2 separate regions of the Hordeum vulgare genome follow, and region 2 is linked to region 1. The links are chromatin contacts, called in public Hi-C maps. All regions are on one chromosome and are shown on one strand. The core of a region is the stretch at or near the end of the contact, and the rest is flanking DNA. Distances in the headings are between cores, read along the strand shown.

What was found. A called contact is a pair of places that touch in the nucleus more often than the background predicts.
Region 2: a contact with region 1 is called in a Hi-C map of leaf, with 3 times the contacts expected there. The contact joins the enhancer-like site here to the promoter of LOC123397659 in region 1. A contact is called at or near these places in 3 of 6 Hi-C or Micro-C datasets (leaf and seedling) and 1 of 1 datasets of contacts at active chromatin or transcription factors (embryo).

The regions. Positions count from the first base shown.
Region 1 is chr5H:268,776,326-268,782,557 of MorexV3_pseudomolecules_assembly, forward strand. LOC123397659 (putative HVA22-like protein g) reads right to left here and starts at 3,518. Exons shown (of 6, transcript XM_045092195.1): 1 at 3,214-3,518; 2 at 2,987-3,085. The coding sequence starts at 3,245.
Region 2 is chr5H:268,995,038-269,001,269 of MorexV3_pseudomolecules_assembly, forward strand. No RefSeq gene overlaps it. Among protein-coding and RNA genes, the nearest start is that of LOC123397659, 220 kb to the left of the region's middle. Within about 2 kb of position 2,239, at least 1 of the 3 cell types and tissues checked has open chromatin away from gene starts, as enhancers often do. A contact at or near this core is called in leaf, where this site is marked.

The sequences.
Region 1 (6,232 bases), core at 2,268-4,767:
ATCATAATTTGAATATGTCTTCTTATAAGTCAATTAACTGATCAAGTAAATATAGTAGTCTTAGAAATTTTCATATTTTATTTGGTTATTGACCCAGTCCAGTCATGTTCAAGTCTTGGAACAGAAAATTAAAATAACATATGTGGAAGCATTCCAGTTTAGTTGGTCATTGACCCAGTCCAGTCGTGTTCAATTCTTGGAACAGAAAAGTAAAATAACATATGTGGAAGCATTCCTTGTGGAAAATCAATCAAATGATGGGCGAGATATGCTATGGATTGCCATAGATATTTGGAATATTTCCTCAACGCGCATGTAGATGTGGACAGAAGACTAAGAAACTGCACAAGCTATTGATCGACTCAAAAACTCAAGCTGGGTAACTTGTGATGCACTACTCCAAGCTAAGTGGGCTTACATAAATGAAATAGTGTAACAAATAGAAATAGGTATAGTATAGAAAATCTGTAAACGCCCAGATACTAGTTATTAATCTTAGCTGCACCGAAACTCCAACAACAAAGACGGCTTGAACTGACCAATGATATCATAATAAAATGTTAAAATTTGTAACTAATAAGTTAGACCCAAAACTGGTTTAGGGAACCCTTAAGGGTACACTGACTAGTAGCAAGTGCAAATGTCTAATTTCCCAAAAAAATAAGTGCAACTGTCCAATAGCTTGTATTCGACAACCTGGTTCGTTAGAAATTTCAGATGCGTTGCAATGTCTAATTGATACTAGATTGCTATGAGTCTATCAAAGGCAATTCAATTCTGGGATATAAATCAGAAACACGGGCTATGGTCTCAAAAAGCACCACTTGTTCTTTCAAACATTCCTAGGTAAGGGGGCAATATCTTCTCGATATACACTAAATTAATGCCTACTGGGTCGGCCAAGAATCAAATCTAATAGGCTCACTAAAATCCATTTCATAATTGTGCATAGGGGATAGAGCATCCTCATTAAGAGTAAGCGGTACAGATTAAGTACAATAAAACATGTTTATGCATCCGAGGCCTTGGTCAGAATTCAAGTGACCAACTTGCAAACAATACTATAATTTTGGGTAATTAAGTGAAACGATCGAAACAGGCTTTCGCCCCGCTTTATTATATATAAAGAAAACCACCACGTCCATACATCATGCCCAAGTGCAGGAAATAAAATAAAATTTCTGCTCGGGCAACAGTGAAAACATGCACAAAAAGGAAAAGGCGATACAAGGCTCCATGGAGCCGACGGTAATTTAAGTGAAATGCATGTAAATCTTCTGAAAGGAATGGAACAATGAAGGAACATGGAAGTTGTATGATCTGTATTCACTTGAATAGGCAATAAGGGCATTATTCACAAAACAAAACAAAGAAAGACAATAAGGGCATCTCCAGCGCAGGTCAACCAAATGCCCGCAAATGTCCGCACCGGACCGTCCGGACACTTTTAGCCATCCAATACGGATCACCAAAACTGGCCGGACTGGTCCGAACATTCAAAATCCCACAGACCGGCCCAAAATCGGGGGGGAGCTCTAGGGGATTCCAGACGTCCGCCACATCGGACTCCAACGCTTCGGTCCCACCCCAAAAACACTATCTGGCCACTCTAGAACCCTCCGCGCATTCCAACCGGCTGCACCGGCCTCCCGCCTACCTGCATTCATGGCTGCCCGCCGCCCGAGAAACCTACCCTGGCTTTAAAGCCTGCCGGCCTCCTCCGCAAACCCTATCCACACCCACTCCTCCCCTCTCCCAACGCCGCTGCACACCACACATCCATCCTTCTACGCGTGGGCAAGAAGATGATTAAGGAGGAGAAGAAGTGCAGCCGGGCGTGGTGGCTGCACGGCGGCTGCCACTCCGACCAGCATGGCATTTGGACGGCGGAAAAATAATTGGGGAAAATTGGAACAGTTAAAATGGGTAAAGTGAGACGTCTAGAATGGTACTCCCTCCGTCCGGTAATAAGTGTATTTTTTCCTTTTCTGTCAGTCAAACTAGTTAAACTTTGACTATTTATTGAAAAAGGTGCTAGCATTTATGACATAAAATTAGTATCAATAGATTTATCTTTATATGAAGTTTCCAAATATATAATTTTCATGCCATATATGTTGCTAGTATTTTTTATAAAGTTGGTCAAATTTTAAAAAGTTTGACTAAGTACAAATCTATATGTACACTTATTTGTGGACGGAGGGAGTAGTTACCAATTGCTAAGTCAGGCATGAAGGGTGTTACCAACTCGCAGCAATAATAATGTATTGTTTTCCTGCATGCCAATAATTATTTACTTGCAAAGACACATGGATTTAGATGGTACATGAACATGTTCCCTTTTAAGCATAGGTACAAACTAAACCCTGTTTGGTTTCAGCCCTTAGTAACAACTATATACAAAGAAGAAAATCATATAAAAAATAATAATCTCCGGGACCTCTAGTTTGGAGCATTGATTTCTGATCAAACACCCTGCATAGAAATTACTGATCATGCAGCTCGGCGCCTTTTCGTACGATACCAATCTGAAACTGTACCAGAACTTACAACCATTTCGTCGAGACAAAAGAAATAAGCATAGAACCGTGAATCCTAATGCTGCAGCTTAAGAGGGTTAAAAGTCTATTGCAAGCACAAGGCAGGATCGTGGTGCCATCATCCGCATAACAGCCAACATATAACACGTGGAAACAAAACAAAAAACGCATGTAACCCAATGGAAAAGCAAAAGTGAGTCAGCTATTGAAGTTGGCACTATCATTAACATGAACTTTCGTCTAGATACACAAATAAAGAACTAATATCATGCTTAACGAGTAAACAAGTTACGGGGGGGGGGGGGGGGGGGGGGAACTAAAGGTGGCATCACGATGGTAGCACAGGATAGTATGGTATCCAAGTAGTGCATCCGACTTCACATCGATTCGCGTCAATACTGAAAGTTAACTCGAAGGGAATGGAGGAAGAAGAAGGAACGGCTCACCAGTACTGGCACCAGAAGCGGAGCATGTGCGCGTCGTTGGGGCGCGCCTCGACCGTCTTGAAGCACTCGAACGCCGGCATCGCGTACCCGAACAGCAGCCTGCGTCGGCGTCGGAGAAAAAATCAGGAGACAGGAGAAAGAGAAACCGCCACGAGCGGACGAGCCCGTTCGCCCAGCCCAGCGCAGCGGCGAACAGCCATCCTCCTACGCAAGGAACGGAGACTCACAGCAGGGTCTTGGACAGGAGGCCCCCCAACATCTCGCCGGCCGCCGACCAGCCGGATCAGAAATGCAGGCGCGGAGGCAGAGTCGTGCGCGCGTGGACGCTCCGCGGCGTGGTGATCGATCCCCGCTGCACCGCGTGGGATGCAAATTGCGGTCGCTGGTGCTCCTTGAGGGGCACGAGCGGGGGTTTGGGGAGGAGCACAATACCGGAGAAGGCGGGCGGGAGGGGGGCGAGGAAGAAGGTGTTGCGGGAGATGGAGAAGACGACTCGCGACTGGAGGAAGTAGGAAGTTGCCGAGTCGGACGGACGTTGTTTGTTGACTGCGGAGGGGGGTGGAGGCCACCGCCCCGCTCGGGCCCGGTATCTTCCGTCACGTTTGCCGCTTTGCGGTGGATGATCCGGTGGGGGCCACACGCAGATGCTGCGGGAGGTGGTCGCGTGTGGGTAAGACGATGAGTATTGCTGCGGAATTTATTTCGTTTCTGCCTTGGACCTTGGCTTCCGTGCCTCACATGCTTCCATGGACGGATAGACTCGTCAAAACTCTCTCGTCAACTTGTTGCGTGCTTTTGATGAGGTAGCATCTACAACCGGGCGAAAATATTCGGTGCACCGGAATTTGTGATGCTATCGGTACCAAACTCACATTGTGCAAATAAAATGTTTTAAAAAATAGCACACTCACAATATTACTGTAGGTTGCTATAAAATCTCAAGGAAAATTCGAAACATAACTCAAAAACAAAAATGACAAATTCAACGCCAGATAATACATCACATAATTTAGGCTTTTAAATTTGATCCATTATCAAACTAATGTTAAATTTATCATTTTTATATTTTAAAAATATTTTCCTCTCAAGAAAAAATATCTTGAAAATATTTTAAATTTTTATACGAAATTTTATACATTGATGTTGCATTGACGTGCTAGATTTTTTTTAGATTTTTTAAAACACTCTAAGGCATCAGCTACACCGGTAGCATCATAAGCGTGGGTGCACCGGATATATATCCCTACAATTGAAACTCATATTACCCACTGTGAAGGTGATAACATAGATTAGTAATATATGTATGTTACTAGTTTAAGTTACTTCCTACTATGACTAGCCTTAGAGCAACTCTAATTGGATGATCTATTTCGTCCGCCGCCGTCCGTTTGGATCCGCGCGGACAAAAATGATGGGCCAACGCGCCAACCCATTTTCAAATCGCGTCCGCGCTGATCCATTTCCGACCCAAATTTGGGACTGAAATGCGTCGGCACGGACGCGCGCGCCCTTTCAGTGTCCGTCCCAACCACCGCGCTCAACATTATTTATGACGGCCGCCATCCTCGGGTCCACACGTCAGCAACTGTTGTCGGCTTTTTTAATCCCCGCGTGCGGTGGGTTCCGTCATATGCTTCCACAACCCGCCCGTCCCCATCTCGCCACCTCCTCGGCGAGCAAACCCTAGCACCATGGCCGGCGGCTTCCCAAACAAGGGCAAGGCCCCGCTCTATCCCCACGCCATCTCCTCGTCGGCCTCGTCAGCGTGTGAGCGTCCCGGTGCACCAAGCACGGTGGCACTGAGAGCACCACGTGCCGCTGCCTTACCCCGACGTCACCCTGCCGCACGGCTGGCATCTGGATCCGGAGAGGATCTCGTTGCCGGCCGTGCCGCGGTCGGCGCGGGTGCACGTGGAGGAGGTGAGCCACCGTCGGCGTCTGCTGACGACGGAGCAGCGGCGACACCCTGCATACGCGCCCGACTCCCCCAACTGGGAGCTCTAGTTCGCTGGACACGAGGAGCAGCGCCGTCGTGGCGTGCACGACGTGTAGCCAGGAGGCCCTCCATCGCCCCCGCCTGTCGTCAGTGATGAGGACCAGGAGGTTGAGGCTGCCTACCAGATGGCGCTGCCAGCTGTTCTTTGCGACAGCGAGGAGGAAGTGCGGCGCAGGGCCGACAAGGAGGCGGCGTACCAGCAGCAGCCCACGGCGGCTATCGCGCTGTCGGCTGCCGGCAATTGCGTCATGCCACCTCCGCCGAAGCCCGAGCCCACAGAGCCGCAGCCGCGGGAGGTCTACCAGTGGACGGGCATCGTCAGCGGGTTTGTCAGTGCGTCGCCCATCTGGCTGGGTGCGACACGCAGTAGGAGCAAGCCTACCTCGAGCACTGGAGGACGCAGCACCTGCGGGCGGAGCGCGTCGAAGGCCTTCGGCTGATGGAGTTGGAGAAGGAGGCGGAGGAGGAACGACGGGAGTTGGAGGAGGAGGAGCGTGCCCGTGCTATTGTGCTGCCACACGCCACCAGCACAGCCCACACCGGCGGGACATACAACGGAGGCGCATGCACTTGCGCTCTGGAACACGACGTTCCCCTGGGCCAGCCCTGCACCTACGTTGGTCGACCTCACCGGCTCTGACGACGACGACGCCGTTGCCTAGGGGTGCCTCGTAGTTTTAGGTTTTTTATGTTTATTTAGTGTAATGCGGACGTGTGGACTCTCGCCGGCCTTCCTGGCCGGCTTTTAATGTTTAATTTTGCACTTTTATATTTTTTTCGCACGCGAGCAAAAATGGATCGGGCCAGCATTGGGCGCATGCGCCGACCCATTTGTGAAAGCGGACGTTCGTGTCCTCCTGGCCAAACCAAACGGACAAAAAGCGAACAAAATTGCCGTCCGTATGAGTCGGCCCATTGAAGTTGCCCTTAGATGGATGGCTGGGAAGCTTGTCCGCGGACAGCAGAACTGACATGTCATCCAATCAGAGTCATTAAATAATATAGGGACGAGACTTACTTGGGGCTTCTCATTTTCTCTCTTCCTTTCTATATCCTTTCATTGGTCTTGAGAGTCATTGTAGCATTCCCACCTCCTCTCCCCTCCTCCTCCGGCGGCCTCGCTGGATGGAGTGGGGATGAGAGAGGAGGGCAATCCATTCCTATCTATTGCATATGTAGTATAGTATCTTGGCTTAGTTTTGCCTTGAAGACGACCGGATATATCTCATGGACTAGCGCTATGTTGTGGA
Region 2 (6,232 bases), core at 989-3,488, 220 kb after region 1:
GAAAAAAGTTCATACAAATTCATAAATGTTCGTGTATTTTAAAAAAAGTTCATTGAACTAAAATAAAGTTCATAAATATTTAAAAAGTTCATCGGTTTTGATAAAAAATCACCCGCTTTCAAAAAAATATTCATAAAATTTCAAAAAAGTTCATCGATATTTAAAAAAGTTCATAGACGTTTAATATTTTAGAAAAGGTTCATTGATTTTCAGAGAAAATTTCATCAATCTTAAAATATATTCGTTGAAATTTAAGAAAAGTTCATCAATATTTAAAAAGTTCATAAAATTTTCAAAAAAAATCATCAGTTGGGGCCTAGATGGGTCGGCCCATTAACGAATGCCACAAACGTGAGTTAACAAAAATGCACGTTAAATGATGTTTGTGGCGTTGAATAGGAAATATCTTGCTGGAAGGTTTTTGAATGAGTGATTGCTAACTAGTTGCTCTCCCTTTTTAATGGTCCTATATAAGATCCATTTGATCTTCTCTTTGGACTATTTGGGCCTATTATTGTCCAACGAGGTAAATATTTTTCTTGGCCGACTCAGTGGACTGAGAAAGAACAACCTAGGCATGTTCGCGCTGAAACTAATACTGCTACTCCATGAGAAAAAAGAGAAGTGTCATAGCACAATTCTATGAATTGGAGTGCATATATAGTATACCAAAATTGCAGACTTCACTACTCAAGCATAGGGTTCATACTTCACTACTCAACAAATAAAAGTTTCATCCAACTCAAAAAGAGCTCCATCTAAAATTAGAAACGGGGAGTTGTAGTTAATCTAAGTGGGAAAGAGATCGTGAGATCGCATCTCACGGAGGCGCCCGGCGGCGTCAGAGTGTTCGGTGCCCATCACATCTAGCCATCATGCTCCCACCCCTCCCGCTCCCGTGTGGCGCCGTCTCGCCGCATCGGAGCTCCCCTGCCCCCTTTCTCCGGTCCTCTCCAACGCCATCTCCTTTATCTCGCCGCCTTCGGGAGCTCACACGCAAATCTTGTTCGCCGGAGCGGTTGCGGCAATGTTTTTTCTCGGCCAGATCCGATCATGGGGGCAGCGATCCTTGCCTACCGAATATAGGGAATGACGCGGGGCGGCGACGGCCAGTTTCGGCATGCAGGCGGCGGAGTATGGCAACGGGTCATGCGACGACGACATGGGGTGCCCGATCTGATCGCAGATGGGCTTCAGCGGGCCGCACAAGTTGTTGACGCGTACCGTTCCGTCAACGACATGGTGCCACTAGGCTCGACGTGCAACACGAGGATGTCAAGGGCTTTGGTCCTGGGCATGGCGGTGGTGGCCACCTCTTTTGTCGGAGGTGGTCGGCCTGAGGCTGGGTAGTCGGATCTCAAGATCCGTCATCTAGTCGCGGCCGCGAGTTGGGAAGACATAGTTGCCGGTTAAAACCGAGTCATTGGCGGACGATGATGGCGTTCTGCGTCTGTACCTTGTTAAAGGCATCGTCGTGTAACTGTTGTCGACCCACTCATGCCGCTTCGGGGAAACTCTAAGATTTGGTCTTCCACATCGAACGATGTCGGTAATGATGTGTCGTTTCTCTCTTGAAAACATCGTTTGTGGAGCAGCGCTGGAAGACAAAGGCAGGAGGTGGAGCGGCTTCATCTTGCACGGAGCTTCGATGAAGCTGTCAAGTCATGTGTGGCCGACAGGTACTACGCCGAGTAATGCCTCGTTGGCAGATGCTACGCCGACATATCTTCGTGAGTCTTCGCGTTTGGATGGGCAAGCGCAGGCGGTGGCGCCGTTCGACGCTATGGTGATATCGACGGATGTCCGGACTGGCAAGGATGATGCGGATCTCTCTCGTGAAGATAAGTTAGTGGTGTCATGGTGAAGCTTTTAAAATGTGTGCATGTGGTTTGCGTTTTAGATCTGCTACACCGAGTGTTGCCTCGATACATTATATGGATAAATTGACGATAACATCAATTTTAGATATGAAGAGTACGAACACTTTACATTATCGAGTTTGTATTATGAATAATGGCTTCGGATTGATGTATCTTCTTTCAGATTTTTATGAAATAATTAATGCAGGGGCTTTAACCTCCTTTAAAAAATCTAAAATTAGAAACAAATTTCACAGCTGGACGAGTCAGAGACATTGATGTCGATCGTATCCTGCGGCCCCGCCCAAGGATGATCCAGGTAACCATACTGACAGCCTCAGGTAGCCAGCCCAAAACCAAAGCCTAACTAACACTCCTCCACTCGCATTCACTCGTCATGAATCATGTAATTACTCCTGGCGTAACTGAAGCGCAACCTGCCAAGCATTACTACTGCGGTCAGCAACGCAACGCAAGCGTAGGTCATGACTCGGTCGTGACACACAGCGGTCAGCAACGCAAGCGTAGGTCATGACTCGGTCGTGACACACAGCGGTCAGCAACGCATTACATCGCAATTATGGTCGTATCAATAGCTGCTCCAGAAACCAGCCATCAACAAGGAATTGAAGAACTTCACAGACTCACAGTATAACCATGACGTCTGGCAACATTGAAGAAAGGGAAAAGAATGCAAGGTTGTAATTTCTTAACCGTAACAGTTTCTACCCATGCCAATAATTTAGCACTCTTTGTTGCTACTATGGAGGCCAGAAGCACAAGAAGATTTTACTCGTTGGTGTGAATTAGGCAGTCTATGGATTTCAGAGTTAGCATCATACATAATAACCTTCAGGTATCCTGTTTTTCACTTCCAGAGTTTCAGTATGTCAGTCCATATTCAGAAAAGTGTTCGCTAGCATATTTTTGTCATCGCTTGGGAGACCGGAGAAGCGTCAAACTGTGCATAGAACTCTACGGCAACAGTTCTTTTCTTTTTTGCCAGATATTCGGGTAGGTGAGTGTTGAAGTGGTGCCTTGAATTCGCAAGAGGTAAATGCTAGCACTACTGCTAGTCTGAAGATGCTCCACGAAGTTGCAGCACCACCCTGCTACCAGGTTCATAACTGTTGCAGAATCTTTGGACAAAATTTCTGCAGCCCGAACTGCGGTAACATGAGAGCATGGTTAACAGCACATCCGGCTGCTGGCTATAACCATTGCCACGTCACATAAAGGCTTTGTTTTTTTGTCAATTCTATAAGAATCTTCAGAACCAAGTCAACCAACCCTTTACCCAACATTTTCCAAAATCTTGTATCCCTATATTATTTACAATCCTTATTACATCCTAACTAGATAGAATTGTCAAAAAAATATGGATTCAAGATTTTGAAAAAAGCTGGGCGGATGGTCGATTCTTGGAGAAACGGCCAAACGAACTGGACCAAAGTCTTCATCCATACAATAGGCTAGCTTTTAGGGGGTGTTTGTTTCCAGGGACTTTTTGGTGTAGGGACTAAAAAAAGTCCCTTTTAGTCCCATGTGAAACAAACAGGAGGGACTTTTAGGGACTAAAAGGGGTATTTGGGACTAAAGAAGAAGTCCCTATGGAAGGGTCTTTTTGGGACTTTTTGACACTTTTTTCAACATTACACCTACTTTTAGCATGTCATTTAATAACTTATAGTATATTACTAGGGGTAACATGGTCTTTTTGCATGTCATTTAATGACATTTAGTCCCTGTTTAGTCCATGGAAAACAAACGAGTAGGGACTAGGGACTTTTTAGTTGGGACTAAAAATAGTCCTAAAACTTCTAAAACAAACAGGGCCTTAGATTGGCTACAAAACTGATTGTAATAAATACTGTGCATGTCACCTATTGTGATCCAACATAAATTACATCTTTGTAGCCATCTCATTTCTCAATCAACATACAAATATGACATTCAGCTAAATTAGTAAGCAACATCAAACAAATGTACACTAACACCATGACAATACACTTAAACATTACTTAAGTCTGCATAGGGAAGCATTACAAACATAAAAAATAACACCTCCAGCAACAAGCCGATTATTTCGACCTGTACAAGAATAATCAACAAACTGATGGCACATAGCAGCATGGCATGATACTTAAACATTACTCGAGTCTTCATAAGAAAGCGTAAACCAAACATAGGTAACATCTCTCGTAAACCATCCATTTATTTTGATCTTGATGGCCACTGCAACAATCACCATATCATAGCATTGTCCTGGAATAAAATACACGTAAGATATCATGTTGATCCTCAATGTTACTTGAAGAAAAAATGAATAGTAACATGCAAATATCAATATCCTGCCGTGACTAATTGTGATGATTATTTCGAGACCTACTCCAAATATGCTCAACCAAATCATTTTTAAGTTGGGTATGTTGTGGACGAGCACGAATAGTAGTAGCTTTTCTACGTAGTACATCAGCAAAACAAAGATTACCACCAACATTCACTTCAAGAGGTAGAGCAAATGAAGCCCCCGGAATCTCATTCAAGTCAATATGAACGTTAACTTGATCTCTCTCATCTTCGACTATCATATTGTGAAGAATCATACATGCTCACATGATCCTTCCAACACTCTTTATGTGCTATGGCCGTGCAGACCGGTGAACAATGGTAAAACGGGACTGCAATACTCCAAAAACACCCTCCACATCTCTCCTTGCCCCTTCTTGGTGCTTGGAAAATAACTTATGTTTATCTGTTTGGGGAAGTGGTATGGTCTTCATGAAGGCAGTCCACTCTGGGTATATAACATCAGCAAGGTAGTAACCCGTGCTATACTCATTTCTATTGACTGAAAACCGACGGGCGAACAAACTGAGGAAGCGACGGCGGGACGAGCTGAGGCGCCGGAGCACGCGTCCTTTTGGACTGCTCACCCATCTCGTTGATGCGGCACAGGTGGCTATTCTAGGCTTCGGGAGTGATGGCGATTTGGGAAAGATGGAGGCTTTACAACTTGGATTTGGGCGCAGAAAGTGATTTAGAGCAAGTCAAGGATGGATTTCGCGCGCAGAGGGGGAAGGAGAAGCACGCGAGATGCATGGGATCGAAAGCGGCGGTGCTAGCGCTCGCATCGGGCTGCAAGCAGGCTGCACGTTCTCGCATTATGTGTCTTAGCCCGGCTATTCACGAAGAGCCCGCCCCTTCTCTCTCCTTTGTTTTTTTTCTCCAGCTCAGGTTTTTGCTGATGTGTACTCCCTTATACCGTGCTCAATAGGATTATTGTACTTGCTCTGATATACACCACATGCACTCCTTTTTAGTTACAACAACGACACTTCGGCTAGCTAGAGCAACGAAATAGACAAATCTTCCCTCCTTACTGAGAAGGCTTTGATCTCACTTTATAAATAAATCAAACCGCCATAGCCGCAACAAAGGCCCAACAAGACAACAATCCGACATACACCAAACAAGGACACACACACAAACGAAGGACTCCAAATAGGGTTCTGTTGAGGACACCAGCTCAAGAAGCCCTAAGGAAAAACAAATACAAGGGGGCCATGTCTGGAAGATGATCAGGAGGCTAGTTCGGGTCCGACGATAGTGGAGAGGAGGCGCCTGTGATAGCCCAAGACCGACGCTCCAGAAGATTCTCCTTTTATTCCGTTGCTGCCCTGTGACTATTTATTTGTCGCACTCATCATCGCATCATGCACATCATCCGCATTGCATCGGTACTTCGTTGCCGTCGGTTTTCAAAACTACATCCGTTATTAGTTGCCGGTTCTCTCTGTGTTCGTCGTTGATCGTTTTGATACCAACCACACAGGCACGCGCCCGCGGCATTGATAAAGTATTGTTTTTAAAAGTGCGTATAAAATATTCTTCGATTGGGTTGAAACTTGGTGTACGGTCTTATTTTTATGTAGGTAGGCCGCCTGCCAAATTTCGTCGCAATCAGAGTTCGTTTGATACCCGAACGGTCGACCGTAGCAACACCATCTTCGGTTTATCGTCGGACATTTTTCGCTGTTTAAAACTCTCGTTGTCGGGACACAAACTGTTGGGGAACGTAGTAGTAATTCAAAATTTTCCTACATCACACCAAGATCTATCTAGGAGATGCTAGCAACGAGCAAGGGGTAGAGCATCTTCGTACCTTTGAAGATCGCTAAGCGGAAGCATTACTATGAACGCGGTTGATGGAGTCTTACTCGTAGCGATTCAGATCGCGAAAGATTTCGATCTAAGCGGCGAATAATGGTGCCTCCGCGTTCAACACACGTGCAGCCCAGTGACGTCTCCTTCACCTTGATCCAGCAAGGAGAGAGGAGAAGTTGAGGGAGAGCTCCGGCAGCACGACGGCG